Regions from separate parts of the Gossypium hirsutum genome. Here all the other regions are linked to region 3. Evidence: chromatin contacts called from public Hi-C data. All regions are on one chromosome and are shown on one strand. The core of a region is the stretch at or near the end of the contact, and the rest is flanking DNA. Distances in the headings are between cores, read along the strand shown.

What was found. Hi-C and Micro-C count contacts between places; a contact is called where the count stands out from the background.
Region 1: a Hi-C map of leaf shows a contact between it and region 3, with 5 times the contacts expected there. The contact joins the promoter of LOC107886313 here to the promoter of LOC107886320 in region 3. A contact is called at or near these places in 10 of 34 Hi-C or Micro-C datasets (callus, hypocotyl and leaf).
Region 2: a contact with region 3 is called in a Hi-C map of leaf, with 1.8 times the contacts expected there. The contact joins the promoter of LOC107957316 here to the promoter of LOC107886320 in region 3. A contact is called at or near these places in 6 of 34 Hi-C or Micro-C datasets (anther and leaf).

Annotation. Positions count from the first base shown.
Region 1 is chrA05:73,626,342-73,629,497 of Gossypium_hirsutum_v2.1, reverse strand. It overlaps LOC107886313 (glycosyltransferase family 92 protein RCOM_0530710), which reads left to right and starts at 1,474. Exons shown (of 1, transcript XM_041112470.1): 1 at 1,474-3,156. The coding sequence starts at 1,709.
Region 2 is chrA05:74,348,766-74,351,818 of Gossypium_hirsutum_v2.1, reverse strand. LOC107957316 (metalloendoproteinase 2-MMP) reads right to left here and starts at 1,565. Exons shown (of 1, transcript XM_016892820.2): 1 at 1-1,565. The coding sequence starts at 1,111. The coding sequence ends at 8.
Region 3 is chrA05:74,036,004-74,038,978 of Gossypium_hirsutum_v2.1, reverse strand. LOC107886320 (probable galacturonosyltransferase-like 9) reads right to left here and starts at 1,624. Exons shown (of 2, transcript XM_041112648.1): 1 at 1,348-1,624; 2 at 115-1,223. The coding sequence starts at 1,119. The coding sequence ends at 211. It overlaps LOC107886319 (pyruvate dehydrogenase E1 component subunit alpha, mitochondrial), which reads right to left. Exons shown (of 8, transcript XM_016810217.2): 8 at 2,574-2,918. The coding sequence ends at 2,874.

The sequences.
Region 1 (3,156 bases), core at 225-2,724, 410 kb after region 3:
CAAAAGTGTGGAGTAAAATGGAAGGAAACTTTTTTTTTTGAACGATAAATGAAAGGAAACTTCATAACAAACATAAAACGACAAATTAATAAATATATTTTATACTGAAAGAAGAAAGAAAGAAAGAAAAGAATGAAACGTGTAAAGAATGCGTGTAAGGGTGTATGGTATGCATATGCTTTTACTGACTTTAATGTTTAAATACCAAATGCTAGGAAACACGCTTAAACGTTATCATCAGAATCGGTGGATAAAAGCATATATATCCTGTGGTAAATATAAATATGATTATTATGCTTAAAAGTGTTGTCATTTCATATCTTTTTTTTTATTAAAAATTTATATTTAAACTGCATAATTCTATAACTTATTTAAAATTATACTATAAAATTATAATATAATCATTATTTAATTTGTTATTAGTGTATACAGTTAATACATTAAATATTAATCTTTTTATTAGATTTGTATCGTATTTAAAACTATAACTCCATAATAAATTATATATTTCAATTTATACTAATAAATTAAAACATGAAATGTGGCATATTATCAAACATTATATATATATTAATTTTTTTATGAAATAAAATAAAATTGACAGCTTAAGTAATTCAAGGTTACTAAGCCTTTTATCTCGTATGCCTTCTAAGTGTCCCATAAATATTATAATAACTTTATTTAAAAAGTAAATTTTTATCTAAAATTATTGTCTTTTAACCGTATCATAAAAGATAAATAAGAATAGAAAATACCTTATTAGGAAAGTATTTTAAAATTAAAGCTTAATCATTTAATTAATTTGACTTTTATCTTTTTTTAATTAAATTTCACCTTTAACATTTTAAAAATAGTCAAATCACTTTTTTAAACAAAAATGTTACTAAAATATTAATTTTTTAACAATGTTAAGGTAAATTAACAACTTACATAACAATTCAAATATTCTTTCAAGCTAATAAAATACTATTTGTTTTATATACCATGTCAAAAAATAATTAAAAATATTTAAAATTCAAAATATTCATAAAAAATGGAAAATTTTGATGTTGATTACCATTCAAATTGTCACGTTTAAGAATTTAATATTTTAATAAATATTTTCAATTAAAAAAATAATTTAACACTTTCTAAAAGCTTGATAATTAAATTAAATTTTTTTTTGAAAAATTAAGGAACAAATTTAACTTCAAAAAAATAAAATATTAAAGACAAAATTTGACATTATGCCTAGAATTAATAATTAAAAATAATATAAACTAAAATTAATTTATAAACACGAATTAAATAAATTTAAAAAGATTCTATAAAAAGAATATAAAAACAAAAAATAAAAATAAAAAGAGGAGAAAGGAAAGAAAAGGAAGACCAACACAGCACATCACCTTTGAACATCTATGATTGAGCATAACCACCTGTCCATTGTCTTAGACCAAATAAATAAATAAATAAATAAATAAACCGTCTATTAAAAAGAAATTCATAGCAAACCAAATAGAAAAAGAAAAAGAAAAAGCTTACCTCTCTGTCTGTCTCCCCCACTCAGTGCTTTGACGGCTGCCATTAACGCGTGTCGCTACTGCTTCAGGCGAGGCCCCTTCCAGATCTGAGCCCTCCCAAGAACTCCACTCATCATTTCCTCACATCTCTCTTTTTTATTATTATTCTTTCTTGGCTTCGGATTTGTATTTTGGATTTCCGAAAAAATATGGAGTCGGAGCAGCGTTTGAAGCGGAAGAGGATCTACAGGCCCTACTCCCGAGCTCAGTTTTTGTCACGGAGGTCCTTAATCTTGTGCCTTTCTTTCTTCGTTTTCCTCATGTTCTTGTCTTCGGAGAGGTTCCCGATCCGAACGGTGTCGTTTCACCCAGTTGTGAGCGTCCCCAGTCTTTCTATCCTCTCCAAAAATTCCCTTCAAGATTCTTTTCATGCTAAGTTACGGTTTCCTTTGAGCGTCGAAGACCGAGTTTTGTTCCCCGATCACTTGCTCCTGCTTGTATCCGACAAGATCGATGAAGCTGAAAAGTTGGACTGTGTTTACCACAAGGTTTTGAATCATAAGGATGTTGTTCGTCAACGGGTTTTGTCTGTGGATGAATTCGATGGATTTCGATCGGTTGTTAGGTGCCCTCTTCCAGCATGGAATTACTCGGTTGCTGCGGGTTTGATGTGGCGAGGACATGGGGTTGATTATAGTTTGTCTTTGAGGAGTAATCGGACGGTTCATTCGTGGGATAGATTGGTTTATGAAGCGGCATTCGATGGGAAAACTGCCGTTGTTTTCGCTAAAGGGTTGAATCTTCGACCACATAAAGAATCTGATCCGAATAGGTTCATGTGCCAATTTGGTTTGAAGAATTCGGATGAAGAAGATGAAGGGTTTGTGGTATTGACTGAAGCAATAGTGGCTGCACAGGAGGTTGTTAGGTGTTCATTGCCCAGCAGTATAAGAAATAATCCGGACTCGGCTCAGGGGATTCGAGTTACAGTTGTTCTTGCCAGCAGGAATGATGTCAAACATGTACGGATGCCATCTGCAGTTAGATTTCGCAATTCCAGATCCTATGATTACAGGAGGAACCGGATGAGGCATAAGGAGAACATTGCTATGCCTTCTGTAGCTAAACTATACAATTCGAAGTCTTACCAGACAAAAAGGAATGACGAGAAATTCGAGCTTTGTGCCTGCACCATGCTCTGGAACCAGGCACCGGCACTGCGGGAGTGGATTATGTACCATACCTGGCTCGGAGTTGAACGTTGGTTCATTTATGACAATAATAGTGATGATGGAATTCAAGATGTTATCGAAGAACTTGATTTTCAAGACTATAATGTTAGCAGACATACCTGGCCATGGATTAAAACTCAAGAGGCAGGATTTTCACATTGTGCTTTGAGAGCAAGAAATGAGTGTAAATGGGTAGGATTCTTCGATGTCGATGAGTTCTACTACTTCCCTCGTCATCACCGGAGAGGGTTACCAGGTCAGAATTTACTAAGATCCCTAGTAGCAAATTACTCGTCATCACGGATGATTGCAGAGATAAGAACAGCTTGTCACAGCTTTGGACCATCCGGATTGAGCTCACCACCATTGCAAGGAGTAACTGTAGGTTACACTTGCCGGCTCCAAAGCCCTGAGCGACACAAATC
Region 2 (3,053 bases), core at 316-2,815, 310 kb before region 3:
AAAGAATCTACAAAAATAAAGACCCAAATCCAACGGCCAAGAATAGAGCAAGGCCCCACCGTGGACCCAGATAACGGGGAACGCCGTCGCTACTCTCTCTCTCCTGCGTATTCGAAGTGGTGGAACCGTTATAGTTAGGATTAGTGCCGTACAACAATTGAATCCCTTGGATATCATCGTCCGCCAGTTCCACTTTCCTCGTCCGCGAAGTTATCGATGGGTACATAATCGCATCCTCTACCGACGAATGCCCCAAACCCAACAGATGCCCGATCTCATGAACGGCCACCGACTCCAAGTCCACCGCCGTCGACACCGATGCCTTCGTCACATCACCAGAAACTACCCAGTTCTCATCCCCGTCCAAATGGAGCCTTCCGCTCGTTGGAGAAAAAGCGTGGGCCAACGTCCCTAAAACCCCATCGAATGGCTCGCCGTCTCCGTGGTCTCCAGTGTAAAACCCGATCGTTATGTCCGCCGAGGAGTAGGAATCCACTTGTGTGAAAGTCAGCGGCGTAACGGTTGACCATTTCTGGAAGGCGCTCGTGAAGACGGCTTTTACTTCGTCGGTCAACCCATTCGCCGGCAAGAAACTGTACGTTAAGTCCTGCCGGTTCGAAGGCCAACGCGGTGTTCCCGGGAAGAAAGTGAAATGCGCCGTCGTGTGCAAGTGTCCGGTAGTGTGAAAAGACGACGATCTACCTGAGTTCATGGAACTCGTCCCGTTGATTACATCGGCGTTACCGCATCTAGGCCGTACGATCTGTTGAAGAGTCTGATTATCCAGTTGACCAGTGACGTTAAGGTTGAAGTTCTGCTGGTATGTTTTCAATGCATTTTCTAACTCATCGTCGAAGTCCTCGCTGAAATTAGAGGGCGAGTTGGGTATATAACCGAAACGGTTAAAGTACTGTTTAAGCTGCGACAAACCTTCCCGTTTTTCGCCAGGCCGGCAGCCGGCAAATTTATTGAAGGCGTCCCATGGGGCCTTTGACGTGGCGTTGTTCTTAATCCATGACGGAATATCTGTGATATTGGGAAAGAATCTAGCTGAAACTGAACCAAAACATACCAAAACCCAAATTGCAATCACCAAAACTTGAAACTTCATCTTCGTTAATCTTTGAGCTTCCCTTGTTTGTGTTTGAAAAAGAAATGATAATGGGGATATATAATAGATAAAAGAGAGAAAAACCCAAAAGTATAAAAACCTTTGTTATTGTCCCCGGGAGTTGAAAGCCGGTTGCTTTGAATGTAAAAGTGGAGTTTGTATTTATTTATTTGAAAAGTCGTGGGGGAAGAAGACAATGATGGGGGTTGAGAGAGTAAATAGAGAAAATGAGGAATGGTTTAATTTCTGGGAATGTTCTAAATGCTGATGTTTTTAGTGTTTGTTTAGTTTTGAATTCGCCACTTTGGTGGGGAATTGGGGGCAAAAGAAAAGTCTTTCAGGGTTTCATTGTAGAATAGTATGTTAGGCAGGTTGGTGGAAACTCAACATCATTTTTGACGCGGTAACGAAGGGAAAGGAAGAAGCCATGAAGGCCGAATGCACCACTAAATTACATAGTATAAAACAAAATTACACGGGGTGTTTTGGGTCTTTTCATTCACCAAAATTCAACGTGATCTTATTCATGGTTTTTATTATTAATAGTATTTTAATTGAGAAAAATTATATTCCTAAATGAAATAAAAATAATGTATTTTAATTAAGATATTATTTAAATAAAATATTTAAAATGCACATAAAAAAATCTATTTTATCTAAATTTCAAACGTTGACATTGATCTTTTATAATTTTTTTATTACTAAAATATTTATAATGTTTTTAAATTTGAGATAATTATTTCAACAGAAATTTTATTTTTTTTAAATATGATTGGTTGGCAAAATGTAATTATAAATTTAATAATAATAAATAAGTTAAAATTTCATTTATATTTAAAATATTCTAATTATAATATATAAATTACGCAAGCGAAAATATTTACTCACACGATTCAAAGTACTAATTAATGATAAAAATATAATTATAAAATACTTTTTATTACTTTTCATGGTAAGACAAGTCAAACTCAACCTAATTCAAGCTTGAGTAAGAAATTTTTAAAATTTTCAAGATTAACCCTTGAGCACCTCAAGGTGCTATGCCACCAAACCTAAGTAGCTGGTCTTCTGTTTAATTTGTAATATTTTTTCACTTTCACAATTTAAACAAAAATTATCTGTTTGTATATTGTTTTATCATGTAAAATATAATATAAACTATTATAATATTTTATTTTTTTTATAAATTATAATTTTTTTATAGATTTTGTTAGGGTGAGTAAAACTCGATTCAATTTGAAAAAATTAATTTTTTTTTTGGAATTTAAAGTTAATAGAATCGAGTTATTCTATTTCTTGAGTCAACTCAAATAAGTAATTCGAGTTTTGAGTTCAAGTCAAGTTGAATTTTATAATTTGAATAAGTCTAATAATTTGAATAACAGATTAATGTATATACCTTTTTGGTTCCTATCAATTTTAAAAATGAATAAATTTGTCTCTCTCTCAACAAAATATATAAAAAAAAATCAAAATAATTTTTAGAATTCAAATTATTTATAAAAATTCCAAAATTTATATTTTTAAAAAATTATAAAAGTTTAAAAAATTTCTAAAGAATATCAAAAGAAAATTAAAAATTTTCTAAAACAATAATTTTGGTGACTTAGATAAGTTAATTAATGATTCAAGTTTATCATACTAAAGTATCGTTCTTTTTTCTTATTTTGCTTTTGAATTTTTTTTTCAAATACATATGATTTCAAATTATATGCTCTAATATGAAATTAGTTATACTGTAATAAGATTTTAATTTGACATGTTTAATTTTTTAATTTAACTAGAACAATTTTACTCTATTCGACTTAACTTGAATTTCATTTCATTCGGCTTAATTCGAAAAAAATTCAAATCAAATTAAAATAATAAAATATGATTCATAAATTTGATTAATTTAAAATTTTTTAACTCAATTCAATCAAAAGATACCTCCTAAATTTTG
Region 3 (2,975 bases), core at 375-2,874:
ATGCTTTGAATTAGAAAAGCTCTGATTTTCTTCAATTTTCCTTTTCACCCAAGAAAAGCTGCAGGAAATTGAAATTCAGAAATCCGAGAAAAATTCAAAGGGAAACTAAGGAGGTAGGGTTATTCATCTCTCACTCAGTTCGATTATGTACAACAAACAAATATAAATCACGAAAATCACCATTGTTTCTAGAAGTGAAAAAAAGAGAGATCAAAACAAATAGCTGGGGTATTCAAAGAAATTGGCAAAAGCAGAAGGAAAAGATTGGTGTTTGATTAAATTCCCTTTGTAAAGATCATAGGATTCCCAAATATGATCAAGAGGGCACGGGTTTCCACCATCCAGTCGAACCCATGGCTTCCCTTTCCCACTCCAATGCAACAAGCTGACCGGACCCGGATGCAACGACCGACATGAACCTCGTATATTGTCCCCTCCAAGCCCATGTTGGTTCCATCTATGATCAATGCCTTCTACATTCCCAGCAAATACCAGCAAATAGGGTGGCAATGAGCCCAACTCGTATATCTTTTTTTTCCTTTGTATTTCCATCCAATTCTCTATTCTTTTCCTGTAATTCCCTTCTCTCCAACGCACTAAATCCATTACCATTACTCCCGTGTTGAAATAACACGGCTTTCTGGACCGGAAAACCCGGGATATTACCGGGTCCGACCAAAACCCGGCCGTGAAATACTTGGTGAAGTTTGCATGGCAGTATTCGGGTGCGCCGATGACTCGAGAGTTGGTCAACGTTGTGTTCCAGAGTTTGAGGATGTCATCGACGAGGACCAGGTCTGAGTCGAGATAAATGACTCGGTCTACTTGGAGATCCAACATGTCCCCGAGGTAGTTCCGAGCGTAGTTCAGTGGGTTCTCGAGGGCTTGCCGGATTGAAGAAGAGATCAAGTTGATCACTGTGTCTTCGCGGAAGATGTAGATTCTGAAGTTGAGTGAAGGGAATGTGGAGCGAACGAGTTTGCTCAAGACTCTTGGACTCGCGGGGTCGAACTCGGCGGCAATGAAGTGAAAGAAGATGTTTTCAGGACACGAAGCGTGGCGGACGACGGAGTGGATGGCGGCGATCGACCCCCGCAAGTATTCAAAGTCTAAAGTCATTGCCACTTGGACTAAATTGCGGTCGCCGGAGGAAACCGGACACTCCACTCCGTTACGGTAATACGGTGCCTCCGGAAACCGGAACCCCAACCCATCTCCTCCGACTGTGGTCCGAATAGCAAGACAAAACGATACCGTGAGAAAGACATGAAGAAGTAAAAGGGCGGCCGCATATAAAATAAAACGCATTATTCTTCAAAAAAGAAAAAAACCAAGAAAAAGAGAGACCGTTTCTTTTCAACTTTCAGTCGAAAAATAAGAAGATTATGGTCTTCGGCTTCATTGTAAGCGAAAACGCAGCTTATTGAAGGATCATTGTTATTACCCAATAGGAGTGTTTGGATTTTTTTCCTGCATAAGGGTTGGGTCTTTTGTGTTTTAAATGACAAATGAGGAAACTGGTGATGGAAGCAAAGAATGGGATGTTGCACCATCGGAGATTTCTTCAAATATCCTTTTTTATGCTTTGTTTCGGAATATGTAGATTTGGGCAAATATTTTTCTTTCTTTTTTTTAATCAAGATTCTGTTGGTTGGGACGTTGATGGCCTTTTAAAATGAGATAATTTTTTAACAAACTTTTTTTTCCCTCTTCCATTCTGTTATCCTTCAAGTGTTCATATATCTGCATTTTGCTAAATGGGACCTCCTCCCCTGTCAACCGAAAAGCAAGGAGGTAGGGGTTAAAGCCGTTTTAGTTCAAAAAGGATACTTGGGGCCAACAGGACTCCCTGTCAGTAAAACCCAAACTGAGCCGTTCGATCTTTGCATAAAGAGGTCTAGAGTGGCAGGCAGCTATTGAATGGGGTTAAGGCAAAGTACACACTAATCATTTCTCACACACCTACGCGCAAGCTTCCTCTTTCTTTGTGGAAAAACTATCTTCCCAGTAAAGACCAGGATATATTAATACTGGATGTGCCGTGGCTGTGAGACCTATGATCGCATTCACATGTTCACGGACCGCATCTTTGCCCAGCTTGTTTGGTTCGCTACTAAATTAGGACTTGGTATTGATGGTTTCTCCATATTCCAAAATTGGATCCCATGAGAACGATTTTCCTACTAGCTACTGGCTTGTATTCAAATCAGTCGAGGAGTTAGTGACCACTTGTGAGAAAGACTTCTTCAGCAATAACCCCCTGGAGATCTCTATCAATCATGAGATTAACAGCACGACCGGTTTGATACTCACCTTACAGGAACATACGAAGCTACGGAGGTATATGGCAACTCAAGCCAACCGGGGACTGCCTCTGCTTATAGTAGTGAATGTTCGTATCTTTGCTGACTGTTAAGACTTGTAAATTCGGGAAACATTATATTAAAAGATTCCTCGTTGATTCAATTTTCATGTAGCGACATGGATCATTAATTTCAGGTAAAGCTAATAAAGAATGAATCTGACGAAACTTACCTTTGAGCTATAAATGAGAGCATAAAAGCTCTTCTCCATTTGAAGAAAAGAATATTCATGCATTGCTTCTCTCAGAAATGCAACCTATTTAATCAAATCATAGGTAATGTAAAACCGTGGGATAAACCACAACATTACACATAACAACTCCGTCCATAATCTATAGAGGGGAACCAAATAAAGTATTCTATACAAATACAAATAGAAGTGCAAAATCAAATTGATAGCCGGGAAATCAGATCACCTTCCCTAGCTGCTTTATTTCTTTTCAGTCTTGCAAGATTGATTGGTGGGCAACGAATTAAAAATTAGTGAACTCACTCCAGAGAAGCCTCAAACTATGGAAGTGTAGCTCTTACTTCTTTCCTATCTGCTCCAAATGACTGCGGATGAAACAAAATGATAACAATAATATTAAATCAGACAGAGACCATTCCAGT